2 separate regions of the Bombyx mori genome follow, and region 1 is linked to region 2. A link is a contact called in public Hi-C data. All regions are on one chromosome and are shown on one strand. The core of a region is the stretch at or near the end of the contact, and the rest is flanking DNA. Distances in the headings are between cores, read along the strand shown. Region 1 holds the start of CPG25 (cuticular protein glycine-rich 25). Region 2 has its middle 9.3 kb from the start of LOC134200536.

Region 1 (6,641 bases), core at 3,587-6,086, 40 kb after region 2:
CGCTCTCTTGAGAACTCCCAACATTTTAAAAGTCAAAAGTCAACATTTTTACTGGTGGTAGGACCTCTTGTGAGTCCGCGCGGGTAGGTACCACCACCCTGCCTATTTCTGCCGTGAAGCAGTAATGCGTTTCGGTTTGAGTCGGCGCATTTACGTTGTAGATGTCTATGGGCTCCAGTAACCACTTAACACCAGGTGGTCTGTAACCTCGTCCACCCAGCTAAGCAAAAAAAAAGTCAAGTTGGTTTTCCTTCCAAATGACTTCGAAACTGAGCACGGCTCGAGAGAACGCGCCGGGTGTGGCGGTTTCTAATTAACGGAGCCACTCGGCGACTCCCATACACTGAACCAGGGGGTTCGAGCCCGCCCGGAACAGAACCGGGAGAAGTATGTAGTTGAAAAGTGACGTTAGCAGTGATGCATTATTAGGTGTTAGCGTTAATGAACTGAATCGAAGTTTCTACAATAGCATATTACGTACAATTGAATATATTAATATAAGTAGCGTGCAGTTCCGAGCGTTATGTTTGTTATCAATCAAATGTTGAGCACGTTGAGTGCACATCCGTTTTTTCGTCGTAGATGGGTGGACGACGGACGTGCTTCCTATTCACAGGCGGGTACTCTTGAGGAGAGTAGTCGTGGTCTATGATGATAATCAGTTTCGTTTCGTACTACAGTCAAACCTGGGTAAGTGAGAACTGGATAAGCGAGAAAACTCTATAAGTGAGAGTAATAGCCAGGACCCGTCATTTTAAGCTCCCAAAACCTCTATTAGCGAGAAACAGAAACCTCTGTAAGAGAGAGTCGTTTTTCCCTCACGGACCTCCGTAAGTGCGACTACTACTTATCTATACATCTATAAGCGACAGTCGAGCTTTATTTATTTATATTATTTAGGAGGAACAAATGACAAAACAAATTACAAATTTAACATCTGCTATTTTATGACTCATTCTTAACTTTCGTGGAACTTCCTATCATTGTTTTTGTAAAGTTTTCTCATCAATATTGAACCTATTCTATTTCGTGGAACTAAATAACGTTGTAATTTTATCGCATTCTTTTCGAATGGACACGTGTGCCTGTGTACCGTCCTGTTTGTCGGACTTACTCAGTTTATCGTTAATGAATTGCGAAGGAAAGTTCTGTTCTGCATCATGTTAAAACGGAAAATTAAAGTACTGTCATTAAGTGATGAACTTAAAATAGTGAATGCGTTTGAATCCGGAAAATCGCGAAATGAAATTCAGAGGGTGCATCAGCGAGAAACTTGGGTTAGTGAGAAACCTCTATAAGCGAGAATGAGATTGTGCTCCCTTGAACTCTCGCTTATCCAGGTTTGACTGATCCTACACCGGTTATGTCCCTTTGACGCGTATGTCCGGGGCTTTATTTGGTCAGTTCAGCGCATGGAAAATTATCTAGGAGATCGACAGCCATTGACTCGGCCCTAGATGACAAACCTATTTAAGAAATTCTCTCCACGTCCTGTGACTGCAGACGCACTAGATGCACCACTAATTATTCAGCAGGTCCGGAGCCATGGACACGACAATAGCCACCTGGAGACGGGAGCTCGAAGTTTCATTAGACAGACGACTATCCGGCATCACCCTTGAGGGAATATTATTAAACAATTTAATCCTCTTCCGCTTGTAGAAGTTACCAGCTGGTTGTACTAGTGGTAGGACCTCTTGTGAGTCCGCACGGTAGGTACCACCACCCTGCCTATTTCAGCCGTGAAGGAGTAATGCGTTTCTTCTTGAAGGGTGGGGCAGCCGTTGTAACTATACTGAAACCTTAGAACTCATATCTAAAGGTGGGCGGCGGCACTTATGTTGTAGATGTCTATGGACTCCAGTATCCACTTAACACCAGGTGGGCTGTGAGCTCGTCCGCACAACTAAGCAATAAATAAAAAAAAGGTATCCGCTATTTCGGCGCAAAGACTGCTTCTTCGATGTCTCAAAAGAGTGGTCCCAGTACCGACCCCCGTGGGACCCTGCACGACACCGCTTTCCGCCCCCCCTCTCCTCTCGGGGAAGACCACATCCGCCTTGAGAGGTAGTCCTCTATCAGGGTGCGGAGACTAGTGGGGACGCGGTGAAATCGTAATGACTCCACGATCGTGCTCCAGGGGATCGTGTTGAAGGCGTTGGCTATATCAATCGACACAGCCAACAACACGCCCCCCTCGGAGCACGCACGCGCAAGACCGCGTCCATGGTGGAGCGAACCCTCCGGAAACCGTATTGGTTAGGAGCCAGGTCAGGCCCAACGCCTTCGAGGTGTTGGACGAGGCGACTGGCAACATGCGCTCGAGGAGCTTATCAGCCTCGTCCAGCACGACGATTGGGCGGTACCGCTTGGCTCGTCACGTGGCTGGCCTTCCTTAGGAGCTAACACGAACCCTAGCAAGAGCAGTGCTTCGCAGAATCTACCACCAGATCGGAAACGCGACCCACTTAACCAAGAACATACTTTATTATTTTTTCAATTTTACAAATTCCAAAACATTACTTTAAGTTTAAAATATTCAATAGTTATTCAATATTGATTTGAAGTATATTCTTGGTCCATTATATTACGGTAAGCTATTTTACATATTTCTTCGAATAATATGGGCTAAGATTTGTTTATAAAATACATTTGGAAACGTGTTATGACGTTAATAAATAAACATTAGTAAGAGTCACGGTAACACGCCGAGGTTGTGAAAGACAGCTCGTCGGCGGAGCGGTTTCCTGCGAACTTGTACTAAATCCATGCATCTCCTTCATTTATTGTTGCAACTTTAACATTTCGCTGTCACTTTATTAAACTTGCATTTCTATTTTTGCATCGGAGTTCTCGAATATATTAAGTGTATAATCTATGATTGGAGTTGCATGATTTAAGGTTGTTGCGACTTTTTTCAAATTAATTTGGATTTTTGAGAATATCTAATTCTACGGAGGCTAATATGATGATGCAATAGTATGATATACACTAATTTCTAAATACATATTATGTATATCAATATTTTTTCCTAGCAGGATACATCATTTATTTTGAATATGTCATTATAACTTATATGCGATGGATTGCGTGAAAGACGATATGTGTAAGAGGGGAGTGAACGAAGAAATGGTATATGATAGAGGAGTATGGAAGAAGAAAACATGTTGCGCCGATCCCAGGTGACTAGGAGAAGGGCAGGAGAATGATGATGATGTAATTATAATTTATTTTATTATCTGAGAAATTTTATGATATAATTTCATGACGATTTCAACAGCCTTCCTATAAACGCATTAGTGGAGATGAATACATTATGTATGAAGACATTTAACCTTGTTTTCCGAATTTTGAATACGTCGTTGGCCTCCAAGAGCTCTGTTACCAAATTTTCATAAAAATTTAATTATGAATGAAAGCTTTGATGAGTGTTCTATAAAATATTGTTTATCTATTCAGATTAAATTCTTGAGTTAGTTGATAGTTCACACGCCATAATGTTCTTAGTTACAAACGAACGGGGAAGGGGGTATGTAATGTTCAGCAATTTAAAAAATTGTATTGTAAACCTCTAAACCTTTGAATGAGAATGAGGGTCTCAGTTAGTTAAAACGTAAATGTATTTTGTATCTTATTTTGTTAAATCTTTCTTTCTGAGTAGGTACATACTTGAGACCGCGCAATTGAACCTTTTCGAATTATTCACAGGGAGATGATCATTTTAATTGAAGATTACAGGGAATAAAATAGTAATTTCAATAATTAGTTTGGTATTTATTAAATACTTATAAATTTACACTACAAAACCAATTTTCAGGGAATTTTGAGATATTTTCGTTTTTCACCTTTGGTGTTCGTATACCAATGAAGTTTACATACTTGTATCCAAATTGTACCTACTGTTTTTATTTATTTAAACACTTGAATTTGTTTTATACCTAAGTATCAAACAAACTAAACGAGTATTTTCAATCTGAGACTGTTCCGTCTGTTATTTCAAACTACCTTCAACAACTTGTAAATCTTAAAATAAATATTGTTTGAAAATAAAACCATCAAGTAAAAGTTTAACAGTGTATTTCAATAGTTAAATAAACAAAACAAAACAAAAACAATGTGTACGTCATGTACTTGAATATATTAATATTTCTATAGATTTGGTTAAAGCATCACGCGCTGAGATCACCAGAGGGCGGGCGCGTACGCCAGGGGGTGAGCGACCGGCACGGGGTGGGGCACTGGGATGGGCTGCGGGACAGCTACTACCTTCTTCACGACCACCTACAATAGTAAGCAAGATAATTCACGAAATATTTAATATTATTCAATCAAAATAATCGAGTGTCAACTGACCTTTGGTACTTCAACTTTCTTAACGACCACGGTGGGGGCTGCGACCACAGGAGCGTGGAGGAGGGGGGCGCCGGGGATCAGACCTCCGTAGCCGTACCCGGCTCCGTACCCGTAGCCGAGACCGCCGTACCCGAGTCCGCCGTAGCCGAGTCCGCCATAACCGAGTCCGCCATAACCGAGTCCGCTATAGCCGAGTCCGTGACCGTAGAGTCCTGCGCCGTAGAGTCCGGGGTACCCGAGTCCATAGCCGAGGCCGAGTCCGGTGCCTAGTCCGCCGTATCCACGTTTCTCCCTCTTGTTTTCACTCTCAGAGGGAGCAGGGTCGGCCAGGACGGCGGCGGCGAGGAGGACTACGCACAACTAGAAAGACCAATCGTCGATTAATAAATGAGATCAAAGCACGGCGGAAGTTTAAGTAATTTTCGAATACTTACGAAGGTTTTCATTTTGAATGTTGAATGGTAGTTGGTGAGATGACTCGAAGGTACTGATGCTCCTCGCAGTCCGCAGATGGGGTTTTATAGGCGGCTCGCCGGCCGGGGCCACGGAATTTTGCAAAGCCTTCTTGATCGCCTGGTTGCGTAAAGTATAACATTATTAATTATTTATATGTTTCTATCGAGATGCGACATCGGTTTTTTGAATAATCTTATAATGATTTTATGCAATGCCACGTTAGTAGTATATTTTTAGGGGGCAACAGTAGCAAGCTTACTTTTATTTGTACTGGTTCTGGTCTCATATTGCCTGCTCTCGTGCCAATTTCTGCCACGAAGCAGCCACGAGCTACACTCAACTGCAAAAATAAAACAAGTTCTTGCGTGTCTGACCATTAAATGTATTGTAACAATTTAATAGAAACACACATAGGCACAATAAGTATACGTAGTTGTTGAACTGTTTTTGGTATCACGTTGAATTGACGCACGTGGCCCTTAATAGAGCCATTTTTCGAGTCGCCGGCAATGCAAGTATGACCGCTTTTACTAATGTCGACGCCATTTGTTTGCGGATGTCATAAAAAATTCCAGGGTTGTAAATAGCCTGTCTGATGTGACAGTCCTGCAGAAGGACATCGACCGTCTCGATCCTAGCTTACTGCACTGCTTACGTAGCAGTATGATCCTTAGTGCGGCCAAATGATATTCATTTCATTTCTGGAAAATGACCAGAAGCGCTTTCTCTTGTAATGATGCTAGAACTATTCAGAGTTACCCGGCGAGGATGAAGTATTTTCACATGGGCTTTCTTTCGGATTCTTTCTCATTTCGCTTCATTTCGAAGATGCACGCTCGATCCATTGTTCCTGTGGAAACTTGCTAATAGAGAATATGGTGTCCCCGAATTTCTTCTGAATTTCGGCCCATTGAGTTTCTCGCCGGATCTTCTCAGTAGGTTCGCTTTTCCGATACGGTGGCAGATTCTGCGAAGCACTGCTCTTGCTAGGGTCAGTGTTAGTAACGTCCACAGGTTAGAGCCTCGTGAGATCACCTACTCGCCCGGTGAATCTAGTATGACCCCTCGAGGTATAGGTAGGAAAAAAAAATCAATGTGCAGTTGACGACATCAACTAAGGGCTCCGAGCTTGAGGAAGTTCAAGGGTCATACATCCAACCTCGGAGGAATGTACTTCTTAATAGACTAGTTGAGAGAGCTAAATAATTTGCACAGCAAGTATTCTCGGGACCGTTTTTCAGGCCCTGTTGATTATTTTGGACGAGATGTCTAAATCCTTGACCTTATTTAATCTTATTTTTTACTGCCTATTTCTGCCGTGAAGCAGTAATTCGTTTCGGTTTGAAGGGTGGGGCAGCCGTTGTAACTATACTTGAGACCTTAGAACTTATATCTCAAGGTGGGTGGCGCATTTACGTTGTAGATGTCTATGGGCTCCAGTAACCACTTAACACCAGGTGGGCTGTGAGATCGTCCACCCATCTAAGCAATGAGAAAAAAGAATATTTTTTTATAAAATATTTGTAATAATGCCATTTTTTTATAGAATGTAACAACGGGCTTCTTTCACGAGGGCGTAATTGTGTTCGCACTTGGTGTGGGTTTAGTGCATGTGCTACTTGTCATGTATTATGTTATAATTAAAACAATTTCTACGGATTAAATGTGTGTGGATGTGTAAGGTGTTGGTACCCAATAAATAAATAGTGTTCACAGATCACTAAGGTGAACTCTTCAATACTACACGGACGTATACTGAACTTTCTGATTGAGAAGCTTACGTTACAATTTATGGGACAGATATCATTGTCCTGCTTATGGATTCAATTCCT
Region 2 (6,940 bases), core at 4,427-6,926:
AAAAGTGACTTTTTTAAATTAAATTAATTATAAAGTCGATAATTACACCATAAATTACATCGTAACAGTAACGACTTATCAAGCGCGATAATAACTATTATTCCGGGTATACAACAGACACGAACGAACGTAAGCGAATGAGAAGAACAAGAGACGTTCGATGGATGGACCCAGACTGGTCGGTTGCCTGTGATGAGTTCCGCAGTGTTCAGTCATCAACTTACACAGGACAACGGTCGTCGACCATCGTTGATGTCCGGTATTCTCTTAACACCAATTGGGCTGGACCGAGAGCTCCTCTATCCTTCTAAGCAATAAAAAATAAATTTCACTTAACACAAAGATGCCGATGCTGGATAAAAAACAGCAACAATTTGATAACGCGACGAGCAGTCGTATAATATCAATGAATGAAGGTATTATTGAATGATTTTTACCACAGAGCAAACGATCACTGACCTCACTCAGTGTTGATAGTTCTAAGGCCCACAGCACGACGATGTGGATGCCGCCGTCAAGTCAACCTTCAGATTTCCTTTTCGTGGACCTCTTATTTATCAATGGAGATATACATAACTGAGCTGCTGCCTGCAACTTAGAACATCTTCCAAAGATCGTTTGAAGAAAGACAATATTCTATAACAGCCGTGGGGGATTCCAGAACCGGATAGTACGTGAACAAATATAATAGTCTATACGAACTGTGTACTGTATATGGCCGCATCGTTTCAAGGTCGTATGGACGAGCTTTGCTTTAGCGAAGAGTGGTGCGATGATAAAATGGATCATATAGAATCACTTTAAAAAACTCTTCAAACATGAGTCGAAATCCTTATTGTGTGGTAGTATTGCTTACGGTATTTTTTAAATTTTTTTTGAAACACCCAGAATTTTCTACGCGTTCATTAGTTCGTTCCGTAGGTGTGTATCCGGCATTATAAAACATTACAATTGAATAGCGTAATTAAAAAGTTATAGCGCTGCGTTTTAAATGTAATAAGCGGATACACGAGCCTTTCTTTTCGTGTCAAAGGTCTTTGTTCTAGATGAGGAAATATCAACGATATTAGTTCCCATACTGCGGCCCTCTCTCTCACTTGATATGTTTTTAGTCACGCAATTATATTGAACATGTGAGGATATAGTAAGCGATTGAATACAATGTAAATTTTGAACAGCGACAGTAATCTTCTTCTTCTATATGTATAAAAATGAATTGCTGTTCGTTAGTCTCGCTAAAACTCGAGAACGGCTGGACCAATTTGGCTAATTTTGGTCTTGAATTATTCGTAGAAGTCCAGAGAAGGTTTAAAAGGTGAAAAAATATGAAAATACTTGGAATTATATAAAAACAAACAATTTTGTTTTTCCTTAGATGTGTCGCCTTGATGTGTCTTTTATTTATCGATTGAGGCACTACGAAGTCTGCCGGGTCAGCTAGTGAGAGATATAGAGAACGTATCGCGGAGGTCGGGGTTGTTGTGAGCGTATTCCCGAGACTAATAATAGGACATTTTAATTAAAAAATATATATTTTACTCCAGCTTTGCGAAAGGACTCGCAGTCCATCCGGTGCTAAGTGGTTATCAGAGCCCATAGAAATCTTCCATGAATCAGAACAATCAACAATATATTTGAAGCCATCTCCTGTAGACTTTACTGAAAGTATTTAAAACGGCTATTTTTTCCTCAATGTACTCAAAACCGGCGAGAGATCAGTACCGCAGTAACAACTGATTCTCTACTGTTAGGCAATGCTGAGCCGATGATAACCTTTTCCGTGTCTCGATACTTTTCTTTTATTATTATCTTTTTAATTTTTTAATTTCTGCTTGGAGATAATTTTTATTATTATTATTAATATTGTAATTTAAAAGCATTCAACGACTAATAGAAGCGTCTCTTTTCCGAGGACTCGTTGTTTGTTATAGTATTACTACATTTCGATGCTGGTTCGGTTCTAGTTTCTCACGTATCACATCTTCAACATGTTGTCGATAGCACTCGACACTCGAACTATCATCATGTCAACCCACTCAGTTTCTCAGTGGGTCGCACGATCCAGTGGTAGATTCAGCGAAACGCGGCTTGAGCTAGTGTTCTCAAGTTGAGCCCCATGAGCTCACCTAACCGGCCGCGCGCGGTTGAAGTAGCCTCTAAACTCTAAAGCTACCAACTATTAAGTAAGGAAACAAATAATTAGGTATCCATGAAGATGCATCTCATTGAAGATGGCGGTTTAAGAACGGGCACTTTTTTGCTAAAAAGCACATCTATTATAAGTGTTTAAGTATGGCTTCCAGTTATCAAAACAGTATCTGTATTGATTTATGTTTCTAGACATAATTTTTATAACTAATAAGCTCTAGAACGTATTCTCTTCCTCGGGGGATTGCCGAGCGACGGTAAGCTAAGGAGTAAAACCATTTCAGTGAAGGCGTTTATTGTACGTGGCACTAATGTAGCCCCGCCTTTAGCAATGAAAAAATTACATATTCTCCGGAGAGTGTGCGCGCGTGGGCACGCCGACCCGGGCCGCGGGAAGTCGCCAATGACATTACATTACACCACTCCACGATCCTGACTGCACTACATAATTTATTCATTAGCAAAGGAAACGATCTCGACGGAGGAAATGTAATGTTGAGACAATGAAACGCGAGGGAGCCGCGGACGACCCGCCGGTGTACTTTAGTCGCCTCTGTTATAAATAAATGGATATCAGACGTTCCATACGTCCAACTCCAACTGGCGTTCCTTTAGTCTCACACTTAGAAGTGTTTGGGATCTGTATGATACAGCGTTTATAGATACTCTATTGAATGTCATTATCTCAGTATACCTACGTGTAACGTATAATCATATCAGGAAGTTAGTTATGTATACATATTTGTATCATAACAGTACACGGACAAATAAAGTACTTTTACGGTTTAATTTCACATTTTTATTGACATCTTATTAATAATTTCATAATTATAATAATCATTGATTAACAATTCCGACTTCCGATGGTGTAGTTTTCGTGGTCACGTACCGTCATCCGTGTTTTAATGATGTCCACAGCTCGGGCACAAATTGTTTTAGATGAGCTAACTCACTGCCCACCTGTTTATAAGTGCTTATCAGATTCCAGACGCCATATATCAATATCAATACCACCAAACACGCGGGATTCTAAATATCATAACTTATTTCTACATTGCCTATTTTCGTGAACTAGCTTACGGTTGGTAATCTGTTGGCGATACTGTCACATCGGTAATGACATTGACATTGGTTGCATTGTAATAATGACTTCTTTAGTGACGCAATGTGATCAATAGTTTAAAACCTAAAGCCAGTATGGACAATATGGCAGTGGTTATGAAACTATCAACATTAATAAGATCAGCTGCAAACAAGATCCGAACATTCAGAGACCCGTGGTTTATGTTTCAGTCAGAATATAGAGTGATAAGATAGTTTCTTAAGTAGGTTACAAGCAACCGAGGGAGGAACAGGCTCTTTTGTAGATATGTTTAATTTTGTTAAAACATGATTAATTTTCTCATTCGACTTGAATTTAAGTGCTGAAGTGTTTTCACTTAAAGAAATCAAAGTCATATATTGCAGCACATTTAAAAAAAGGCAATATCCATCTTAGGAATCCTCCCTATTCTATATTCAATCAAAACATAAATTACATATTTACAGAATAATATTTTACAATCATAAACAATCTTGACTATGCACTTGTGCACGTTTTAAAGTAACTCAAATTAAACATGAGATCAAAGATTTCAAACTATTATAAGAAATTTATATACTTATAAGAACTTTATATAAAATGCATTATTCTAAATACAGACATTTAATAGTCATTGAAAGGACTGACGACTTAGTGCGCACGGCGGGAAGTCGTTGGATGCGGAAGGCGGAGGACCGCATTATGTGGAAGGCATTGGGGAAGGCCTATGTCCAGCAGTGGGCAGATAAAGGCTGATGATGATGATGATGATGATGAAAGGATATTGAAGATCAGTGTCTGATAAGACATGAAAGTCAGCCCAATAAGACAGGTTGTATGCTAGGTAGGTTCTATCACTATGATTTTATAATGTACACACTAATCTTAATGCAATTCAATATTGATGAGGTATATTACTTAAGGCTCTTTTATTATTATTTGATAAATATATAATGAAGTTGTCAAGCATCTTTGACTTTTTTTATTTTTTCTTTTACATCTCCATTATAATACAGCTTCAGAATACATGCCACTTTTTTTATTAATCTGTTATGATTCAATCTGATTTCTTCGTACTTTTATTGTTGTAGATGAAAAACTGAACTCATGGCTCTACCTTGAGCCACATAAGTTGGATGGGAACATTCCTGCAGGTCTGAGTCTACCACAACTTGAACTTAGAATCGCTACATTCTTGACTGTATTATTTCCTAACTGAACTACCATACAAACAATACTGGCCAAAATAAAATTTCCTACATTATTCGAGCCTGATGAATAATTTACATAAAAGAGCTGTGAAAAACAGGTGTACTAAAAAACTAAAAAAACACTTAAAGCTACTGCTGGGTACAAAGTCCCTGGTTATATTTTCTTCTTCCCTCCCTGCAACATTATGTATCTGAGACCAGCTTTTTATACTGAATTATATTAAAAATTCTAAGTGGCAGTTTCTAGTTTCCACCTCTAGGTTTCTTTATTGAAGCTTTTTTTTGTTGCTTTGGTGTGTGAATGAGCTCACAGCTCACCTGTTGTTAAGTGGTCACTCAAGCCCATAGACATCTACAAGGTAAATGCACCACCCACCTTGAGATATAAGTGCTAAGTTTCAGTATAGTTACAATGGCTGCCCAACCCTTCAAGCCGAAATGCATTACTGCTTCATGGCAGAAACAAAAGGAGGTGGTGGTTACCCATGCTGACTCACAGGACATCTACCACCAGTATATAAAATAATTATACAAAATAATTTACAATTAGATTTTCACCTAAGGTGTAGTTTTTCCCATATTATGTAGCTGACAGTATCAAGATAATTGTTATCACCTAGTAAATATGCTCCTTGTGATCTCATGCGGCCTCAAGGCCAAATATGTGGCTAAACTAGACTACTCTATTTAAAAAAATGTTACAAGGTTAGTTTTTTATTTACTTATCCCAAATATCGATACGCGAGGGGTTCATATAGTGAATTGTGCAAATTGTAGCTATGAGATTAAAACAATTTACAGATTTCACGGTAAACAAATAAAGAACGAAAAATATCTAATTTTTTCACAATTATTCAACTACTAAATATCATTTTTAATTATAAAGCCTGTGTGAAAAGCTTTGTAACGCTTACTTCGGTGTAAGCCCAAAACCCAATTTGGATATTGCAACAAAGGACTCACTACTAAACGCAGGCAGTTTTCTAGTAGAGCCGAGTCTCTTCATCGGAGTGCGCGGCTCCAGATCGCGCTCATCCAGCGCCGGCGCCTCCGTCGTCGTCGGCGTCGTTGCTCCTGACATCACGCCCAACAATCACTACTATATCGACTTACAACCACTTTATCCGAACATTACACTACAGTTCCACTATAAATTGAACTAGTCCAGACAACACAAAGCAACCCTCCAAACTGTCGAAAAAAAAGTTCGACAACGTCCGTCGGCGGACGCAGATGATACAAAAATAACGTTCGTTCAAACTTCAAATCAAATCAAACTTCAATTTCCTGGCTAAAACTCACGTCTTATCATCTAATATAAATTACAATTTATAGATTACGTTATATTATGTTCGGTTATTTAAGTTAACTTTTCACAAAAAAAATCACGTTTTGTCGACATGTGAGTACTTTAAAATATTTCCTTTGTAAAATTGTAAACACTGTATACCAAACAGAAGCCGGCTAAATCTACCAACCAACAGCAAATTCTGCTGAATATCGCCATCTCTTTCAGGCTGCTTCGGCTCATTCTCGAATTTCTTGATTGCCATCAATAATGTCTTCTGTCATTTTTCGTTTTGTTGTTGGACAGGCAAAAGAAGCAAAGCCTATACAGCAAGCTTTTGTAATGTTTGACCGAAGCGAAGTCTTTTAGGTAAAAAATAAAATTAAACTAAAATTGAACTAAACTCTCATTTTATTTAAAATTAGCTGACTCGGCAGACTTTATTTTATTTTATTTTATTGCTTGTATGGGTGGACGAGCTCACAGCCCACTTGGTGTTCAGTGGTTACTGGAGCCCATAGACATTTACAACATAAATTTGCCACCCGTCTTGAGATATATTATATCTCAAGACGGGTGGCAAATACTTATTAAGTAGTAAGGTATCAGTATAGTTACAACGGCTGCCCCACCCTTCAAGAAGAAACGCATTACTACTTCAGGGCAGAAATAGGCGAGGTGGTGGTACCTACCCGTGCGGACTCACATGAAGTCCTACCACCAGTAATTACGCAAATTATAAATTTGAGGGTTTGATTTTTATTACACGATGTTATTCCTTCACCGTGGAAGTCAATCGTGAACATTTGATGGCCCTTAGGCCACGACGACTTCAAACAAGCGAATGGTCCATCACAACAAACATTAAAATTTGTTATGTCATCACCTTATCCTCTTTTGATCTACGAACATCGACGCCATCGATCCTGCAATAACTTTTTGAGATGGGAGGCTATAGACATCTTGGTACGGACAATTATTGCCAAAGATGTTCATTCTACTCCATTCTAGTTGGTCACACTCACATAATAGTTAACATCATTTTTCATTCATAGCAAAGTTTTCATCACTCAAATGCAAAATCGGTAGCTTGCGCTGTCATGGTACCATTCAATCATCTTACGTAGGCGCTATAGATTCCCGTTATACATTTCTATTATACTATATATATATACTATATACAGTTTTAGTTTTAACAAATAAAATTAAAAT

What was found. A called contact is a pair of places that touch in the nucleus more often than the background predicts.
Region 1: a contact with region 2 is called in a Hi-C map of whole pupa, with 4 times the contacts expected there. The contact joins the promoter of CPG25 here to the enhancer-like site in region 2. A contact is called at or near these places in 2 of 7 Hi-C or Micro-C datasets (posterior silk gland and whole pupa).

Annotation. Positions count from the first base shown.
Region 1 is chr18:503,938-510,578 of ASM3026992v2, forward strand. It overlaps CPG25 (cuticular protein glycine-rich 25), which reads right to left and starts at 4,837. Exons shown (of 3, transcript NM_001173310.1): 1 at 4,788-4,837; 2 at 4,354-4,713; 3 at 4,061-4,269. The coding sequence starts at 4,799. The coding sequence ends at 4,183.
Region 2 is chr18:463,450-470,389 of ASM3026992v2, forward strand. No RefSeq gene overlaps it. Among protein-coding and RNA genes, the nearest start is that of LOC134200536, 9.3 kb to the right of the region's middle. Within about 2 kb of position 5,677, at least 8 of the 8 cell types and tissues checked have open chromatin away from gene starts, as enhancers often do.